2 separate regions of the Dromaius novaehollandiae genome follow, and region 2 is linked to region 1. The links are chromatin contacts, called in public Hi-C maps. All regions are on one chromosome and are shown on one strand. Each heading gives the region's core, a stretch centred on a gene start, on an enhancer-like site or on the middle of the called end of the contact. The rest is flanking DNA. Distances are from core to core; before and after follow the strand shown.

Region 1 (4,103 bases), core at 1,341-3,840:
TAAGCCTGTTATTGAATACCCTGGACACGTCACTACATCTGCCCCTTTGGAAATCAGGAACTGTATGTGAAGCTTTTGCACAGATTACACTGGGTTTTGCAGCTAACACATGCAAGGGCAGGAGACATCACTGAATATTTCTCTTGCAGTGGGGGAGGGTGGCCCAAAACTGCACAGTGTACTGCTTTCTGTGGAAAGGCAGTTTTTTACCTTCGGAAAGCTTGCACCAGTTATGTTTAGTCTTGTTGGAGTGCTGAGAGGGTTAAATACAGCCCAGCACTTATTTCACTTGCGATTATGTTTATCCTCCTCTCACCAAGAGAGAACCCAAAATACATTCTGATATTCAGATCTGGCTATTTTAGTTTGCGCTTTTCTCTATTATTCAGTGAATATAAAAATGACTCTTCACTGATTCAGAAGCTATTTGGTATAGTATTTTTCAAGGATAAGTTGTAGGGGTCAGACACCCAACTTCATTGTCACAGCTGATGACCGTAATTCCTAGTCCTCATCAAGAAGCAGTAATAAGCTGCCTGCATTAATCCTATTTAGATATTTGAATTGGGCATATCTGTCAGCAGACAGATCATATAAATACAAGGTTTAACGAATACACCTTCATATTGAAATGTACCGAGCACAGTTTTACCCCTGGTCAACGCAGGAACCATTACCTGGCCTGCGGCAGGCAGAAACTCTTGCTTCCTCCCAAGCAGGCGCTTTGCCCATGCCAGTCTGATGCTGCTGGCGTTCCCTGGTGTGTCAGGTTTGCCTCCGGCACTGGGTCGCTGCTGGCTGTGCAGATCGGCCTTTCCCCTTAGGCTTGTAGGGCTCTCGCAGGCGAAGGACTGCAGACTGCGGAGGGAATGGTGCGGGCAGACGTGCTGCAGACATAGGCCCCTCTGCTTCCCCCTCTCTCGGGACTAATTACTCTCCATCCCTCGCGCTGCACGCTCAGCTGCTAGGCTGTACCCGTTTCTTTGCAAACTGCCTGAAACCCAGGACTGCCTGCTCCTGGCTGCAGGGGCACTCCACCCCCCTGGCCTCCCCTGGGGATTTTCCCCTGCTGCAGTTCCCCCTCTATCTTACATCACTCCTTTGCACAGCCCAGCTTTGCTCTCATGGCTGCCCCTGCCCCTCTCCTGGGACACCTCCTTGGCGTGCGCTGACCCAGCGCTGCCGGACGGCGTGTACCCTGGTCCTGTTGCCGCCTGCCCTGCTGAAGGGAGAGCGTGGTGGCGCGAGCAGCGGGTCCCAGCACCACTGGGAGCATTTACACAGGGAGAGGATATCAACCCCTTCCGGAGCTGATTTCATTGTCTAGCACCTCGATCGAGGTGGAAGTTTAACCATGGCAGAGCAACTCTGTGTGCCTGCGTGTGTGTGTAAAGGAGAGAATGAATAAATGGGAAGAAAGAGGTAAAACAGGGTTTGAAGGGCAAGCTCACACAGGTGTAGCTGCAAAAAAATCCCCAAATACTCTGTGCAAGCAAGTAAATGGTCAGAAAAGGGAAGAACCCTAAAAATAAGCCTTTTGCTTCAGTGGCTGCTATTCTGGCTTGGAAAGCCAGAGTTATCCCAGGAGGCCTCCTGAGAAGATGTGCTGCACCCAGGAGTTTTGCTTCTGAGCAAAACTGATGGCCTTTCCCCTGAGCTCAGGTCGCCTGAGAGCCACCCCAGGGCCAGCTTCAGTAATTCGGCCAAAAATTCACCTGCCAGAAGCGCAGGCTGTGCCAGGCACAGCTTGGATTTTAGAGCGTTTGTGCCAGCACATGGCTTTGCGCTGCCTGAGAGCTCTGCAGAGCTGTTTGAAGGGCCCTTCTTTCTGGGAATGAGGACGTGCTTCCTCCGGTGGCAAAGCTCACAGGCCCCACTTCCCTCCTGCTCAACAGAAAACAGCTGTCTCTACCCGCCTCTCCGCCTGGCTCACGGGTGTGGGTGCTCCCGCTCATCTACCACTTCTGCCAAGACCTCCTGCAGGCAGCCAGGTGGGACCCCCACCTGGGGCACCCATGTCCCCTGCCGTGTCCCCTCCTTGAGGGGGATGGTGCGGGCGCCAAGGGGCTGTGAGGAGTGGGGAGCCCATCCAGCCAGAGGGAGCGGAGGCATGGGGTGCCCAGCCTCAGGTGCATCGGTGGAGCAAGGGCAGGGATGGGGGCTCCCAACTATTTGGGGGCCGGGGAACCCACCCAGCCAGCCACAGCACGCCCACTGCCGCAGAAGGGCTGGCGCCAGGGGCAAGCTACTTGGCGCTCTCCTGGAGCAGAGCAAGGCTCTCCAGCCACAGCTGCAAACCTACTGGCTGTTTGAGCCCTCCAGCCAGCTGGGACAAAGCAGTGGCTGCAGAAACACATTTGAGCTTTCTGATTTATTCATTTGGTAAGCAGTCGTTAGCAACACTAGTCCTGGTGAACAACAAAACACTCTCTGCACCCTCTCTTCCAGCCCCCCCTCACTGCACGGTTTCGAGTGCTACTGTCTGAGTTTAGGCAGGGTTGGTTAGAAAAAGTGGAGCTGTGCAGCTATTTCCCTCTCCCCCTGCCTATGCCTCTAACAGGTACTCAGCTAAGTGGGTCCTGCTGTGTTTAATGGCCTCCCCCCACCCCCACATAACCTACTTACATATTTTCCATGAGCCCGCTGGCCTGGTGATACTCCCATTCTGTGATATCTGACAGCTGCTCCAGGAAGGATCACGTGGCTCCTGTAATTAAAACAGGGTGAAAAGGGAATTCCTCTGTTTACCAGGAAGAAAAAAAAATAGAAAAGGGACAAGGGGAAGGAGACCCTTAGCTGCTAGCATGAGGGATAAGAAACAAGGCTGGAAGGTCTATGAATTTGTTTGTTATCATGAAGTCGCACATGAGGCTCTTTGCTATCAACAGATAACTATAGTAACATTAATGTTTGTGCTAACATAAGGAAAGAGTATGGTCATATCTGATTTCTCCTGGCTTTCTTCCCTCTCCCCCACCTCCTTGAAATAGGTCATGGAGACCTAGTACACCAAGCAGAGATTTCTACTTCAGTTATATCCCTTGCTGGCACCCCCTAGTTCTGCGAGCAATGCAGCACTCCCTAGAAACACCACTGAACACAAATCCCCTTGAGACTGTGCTGCCATTTCATTACCTGGGATCTTTATATGGCACTGTATACGGCTGCAACCATTTCCTGTATTTCTCCTCCTGTACATCTGTCTGATCTTGGTGTATTTCAGGTTGACGCTTCTTGAGGCAGAGATTTGATCTTCTCGGGCAGTGCACGCACACTGTGGCCTTGCCCTGGAGGAATCAGGATGCAATTTGCCAATTGTGCAGGTGTTCATTTGGTTAAAGATCCAGATCGGTGTTGCGCCAGCATTGTCTCCTTCCTCTGGATCAACAGACATTGGTCTGTAATTGAAGCTGAATATTTCATGGTCCTCTTTGACATAGCAGTGGCACAGCACGTCAGTAAGACACACTTTTGTATGTGACTGAACTGCAGGACGCTGAGCAGCGGTGTTGGTAATGCACATCGCAGAAAAGGCAAACAATCCTGCCAATGGTCTTGAATGGGGGTGACTTAACTGAGCACTGGGATGCTGTGCTGGAGAGGACTTGGGGCATGGCTGGGAGTTGTGAAAAGGCTGGGAGAAAGACAGGACCTGAGGGGAGAGGAAAGGTGGGACAACGCTGTAGAGAGCTTCCGTGAAAGAGAGGCAGCCACAGAAGGGGCAACTGTGAGTTTTGACCTTCCTCCAGGCAGATGCGGAAGACTGGTCCATGGATGCAATGGGAGGGAAACCTCTGTTCCTCGTAACCTGACAATAGGGGAAGAGGGTACTATGCCAGGGGCCAAGTCAGCCAGAGGTGTATTAATACATCCAGTGCAGTCTTTATGGCAACTCCATGGGATAATTCGAGTTGTAGGGGTCAGAAATGGTGAATTATGGACTTTTTGTAATAGGAAATAAATAAAGTGGGTTTTTTGGGGTTTTTTTGTTTTTGTTTTTTTTTGCAAATCATTATGAAATCACATAATAGATCATCCTGCAAGCCATTCTGTTGAGGAACAGAGGATCCAAAAGACAAACTGCTGTATGATGCTTAAAGAAC
Region 2 (4,208 bases), core at 1,301-3,800, 71 kb before region 1:
CATCGTCTCAGTCTCTTTCATTAACTGAGCTCTTAAAGCGGGCTTGGAGACCAGAAATACATTCACAACCACGTGGTACAAGCATCCGCTCATTTTTAGCTTCCTCCCGGTTCATGTCCATACAAGCAATACATTGCACATCAGGAAACAGAGGAAGGCCTTCCATCAGCTGCAGTTAAATCGGGCACAGAAGTGCCTTCCCAAGGCGTGTGGAATACATGCACCCTGGAAACACAGGCTGAGAGCAGGGAAGAGGCAACAGCATTCCCTGCCAACATACCACATTCACCCTGGGTGCAATTCCTCCAGCAGCGGTGAAGCTGTGGGGCAGTGGGTGTGCACCCGAAGCCTAATGGGGCTAACTGTAATGACTGGCTTGCTGATTTTCACCTCCATTAATCTTCTGCTTCTTTTTTTTCTTTTAAGCTATGGTCAATAAAATCCTTGTGACCTTGTGCTGCAGATCTGCTTTCCACCTCCAGAATTCAGGACACCTGCTGCTCTCTTACCCTAGACTGATTAATGCAATATTCGCACAGATTTTAAGACAGGAATTTCCAACAAACCATGCAGCACCAGGTCCCTTCTGAAAAGCTCAATGCTTTCACCATGGCGGGACTGGTGCACACACTTCCTACCACCACCCTTTCTGGAACTGCAGGTTTTCCACAGTGCTGGAGAGAAAACCATGCCCAACAGCTTTAATCTCCTCAGCAAAACAAGATTCTCAGTACTGGGGAGAAAGGGAATTGCCCAGAGACCCCCATCAGACGCACACCTCCAAAAGGGCACAGGCCACTGATAAGCAGTGCCAGAGCAACAGCCCCAGGAAGCCCCATCCAGATGTGCACAACATGGACCGTTTCCAGTGGGAGTCAAACACACCATAAAGAAACTCCACCAGAAGAGGAGAAAAGTCAACATCAGCAACACTCAGTCTTTCCCCCCGCCTTGGCTGTGCACAGCTACTCACGAACTCAGTTGGTGCTGAAGATGCCAGGCAGTCACTGAGCAACTGTATGCTTTTACTTGCCTGCTTACAGGCTAGAGCTGACTACCTACAGGTAGTAGTAGTATTGTGCTTCCCAAGTGCAGTCTGCCCTGTTCACATACCACAGCTATGTCCTACCAAGGCAACAAACTTCCCCACAATATTAGGTACCTAGTTAGTGACAAAAGTAGTGACCATCTTGCAAATCCTCCCAGTAGCATTGCAGTCATTCACCTCCTTCCTGAAGAGGGTACCACATCCCCCTCTTTCCCAAACCCCCCAACCACCCCTGCTGGGACAGTGAGCACAGCAAAACAGACCAAAGCACAACAAACAGCCCTCCAGAGTCCAACACTTCTGCGTGGAGAACAGTGGCATTTTCCCAATGAAAGATCAAAGTCCATCTCCTTTGGTGCCTGGCATGCATCGTGGAGCGGGAACGCCTTACCTCACCCTTTGCACTTCACATACCCAGCGCAGAGACCAGCATGCCAATACAAGCAGGACCAGACAGCTAAGCGCATCCACGGGCAAAAAGCAGAGCCCAAGCAGGGATTACCATTCATGTGCTGTGAAGGCTCAGGTGACTCACCTAACTTCGGCCTCTCCCAACTCCCTAGATCTCAAGCAAAACCCACCTGTGTCCCTGGAGAAGCTATACTTGCTTTCAGTAGTAGCAGCTCTTGGCATGTAGTCCACTAAGAAGAAAAGGCTGGATTGTAACTCACAGCTGGGGAGACCAGCAAAAGGAGGCCACTGTCAGCTTTACAGGCAAGAATACTCCGGAATACTTTTTTACAAAGCCCCCAGTTCCTGTCATGTATTAGATGTGATTAGGAAGCTCCTCTGCTGGCATGCCCAACAGCATACACCTGTGAAAACCTCTGATTTCCCTTTTAAATATTTTCCTCCTTCCTGCCTTCCACAATTTTTTGTTGTTTCTTTGCAGGCTCCTCATTTATCTTCAGACTCAGCCATTTAATTTTTAATAAGAGGCTTCACTGTCTCTCCCCTTCTTCTTCAAAGGCCCTGCTTTATTTTTCTGTCTCTTCTTGGCCCCCCTAGCCTAATTGTTACTATTATTTTTAACCTTCAGTAGTTTCCTTTGCTTTCTCTCTGTTCTAATCTCTCCCTGCTCCTGTTTTTCCCTTCTGCACTAAGTCCCTTTCATCCCTCACCTCCCTCTCGCCCCTGGCCAGCCACCCAAATACACGTGGGGCAAGCGTAACCAAGCATAAATGTGAAAGGGATCATCAAATTCCACCAAAATGCTTGCCTCTACCTATTCAAATATTTGACTTGTAATGCTTAAGTCCAAGAAGATCATAAATATTTTTTATAGAGCTCTGCAGGTCTTTAACAAACCTTAGCCTCTACCTCAATGGCAGCCAGGACTGCAGTTGCTGAGCTGTTTCCTATGCATTACAGGAGATTTGCTTGAGGTAAAAAAAGAGGAACGCCTGAGCCAGGAGCTTGAATTATAAGTAAGGAGATATCATTCCCCAGTTGCTGGTTTATTGAAATTCAATGCCTCCCTTTCACCTGCAGCTTTGTTATGCTAACCTCTTCCAGCTGGCCTAAAATTTCCAATGCACACAGCGCAGGCAAAAGCCGCCCTCTCACCAAGCCTAGGGAATTCCACCTTGCAGCTAGACTTGCTGGGGGTGCTGGCACAGCTGCTTTTGGAGCACAGGGCTCAAGCAGGGAGGTGTCACCAAACCCCAGCCTCAGGCTCTGGGGACACCACGGACGGTTGCACGTGCATAGCAGTGGCAGACAATGTCTGGGATAGTAGCAGCGGGGTGCAAACAAGGGAACAACACAACCACTGGTGACCTCGCTGTCTGCTCCAAATGAAGACAGTCTGGGGGAGCCACGCTGACAGGCATTGCTCACTACTTGGAGGGAATTTTCTCCTCCTGCTGTCAAGGCACCCTCAGGAATACGCTCTGCCTGCTAAAGCATGGGCAGCCGTGAGACAAGGCTAAGCAGGTCAGCTCTCTCCTTAGGGAGACCCGCCAGGTTTTTGACTCCTTTGCACAAAGCACCCTCAGGGTCTTGAACTGTTCTTGAAAGCAACCTCACTTCCCTCCAAATGCTATTGCATTTTTGAAGGGCCTTTTTTTTTTTCTTCCTTCTCTCCCCTCTCAAGGAAAGGGAAGTGGAAAAGAAGCGATCTCCTGCTGGCAATACACAGATTTCATTAGACTTTCGCCTTCCAAAAAGCAAACAGGCTTGTGAGCCGCACCTAACACTCCATGACAACATTGCAAAGCAGCTGAGCTGCAGGAGTTTGCTGCAAAGCACAGCACCAGCTGGCACCAAGGATACCTGCTCCCCCACATCCCAACTCCCCAGAGCCTTGTGTCACACACTGACGTCTGAACAGAAAGATTAAACTTGCATGCAGCCAACAGTGCCCCAGGATAAGCACTTGGGGGAAAGCTATTCATTGGAGGGCCACCATTGCTTTTGCTGTTCCTCCAGGCCAAAAAAACAGAAGCAGGAGAAAGGCAAAGCTTGGTCCACGCTGGCCTGGCAGAACACGCAGGGAGGGCACGGCGAGAGTGCTCAGAAGGAAACTGCACTTTGCATGTAACAGAGCCCTTACTGGAGCAGCGCTTTGCAAACATTTCATTAAAAGTAAGCCCTTCTGAAGGGAAGCAAACCCTGATGCAAAGACAGAATACTGTACAGTCCCACCTCAGGCAACAAGACAGAGTCCATCCTATGAATGTCCATCAGTGAACGCGACAGTTTTTACACAGAACTGCCATGGCATTGGGCAAAAAGACTATGTTTGCAAAAGATGGAATAGGACTGGAATAAGAAGTTCTCAATTAATTTTCTGTGCAATCTCCCCTTCTAGAGGAGACAGAACACTACTGCAAATGGTGGTGAAGACTTCACTTCTTGCCAACCAGAGTGCACAGGCCCAGCTGAAAAAGGAAAAGAAGAATTTCTGTGTTTTCAATATTTTGATTTAATTTCTGATATGGTCACCTAGGTTTTAAATTAGCTGCTTATGTCTACCCTTAGCCATGGAGACTCTATTGGTAATCCGGAAAGCCCTCGGCAAAAGATTTGTTGTTCTAGTCTAGAGCAAGCCGCATACCTACCATACCTTTCAGATCCCTCTGCTACCACCCCAAAATTACAAGTGACCACTCAGATGGGCTCCCTGTCTGTCCTGACTACAGCTGCACACCAAGAATGA

What was found. Hi-C and Micro-C count contacts between places; a contact is called where the count stands out from the background.
Region 2: a Hi-C map of ovary shows a contact between it and region 1, with 2.5 times the contacts expected there. The contact joins two enhancer-like sites.

Annotation. Positions count from the first base shown.
Region 1 is chr1:103,269,583-103,273,685 of bDroNov1.hap1, reverse strand. No RefSeq gene overlaps it. Among named protein-coding and RNA genes, the nearest start is that of IGSF3, 19 kb to the left of the region's middle. Within about 2 kb of position 2,590, at least 2 of the 2 cell types and tissues checked have open chromatin away from gene starts, as enhancers often do.
Region 2 is chr1:103,340,558-103,344,765 of bDroNov1.hap1, reverse strand. The region is part of intron 2 of IGSF3 (immunoglobulin superfamily member 3); the gene reads right to left. Among named protein-coding and RNA genes, the nearest start is that of IGSF3, 52 kb to the right of the region's middle. Within about 2 kb of position 2,550, at least 1 of the 2 cell types and tissues checked has open chromatin away from gene starts, as enhancers often do.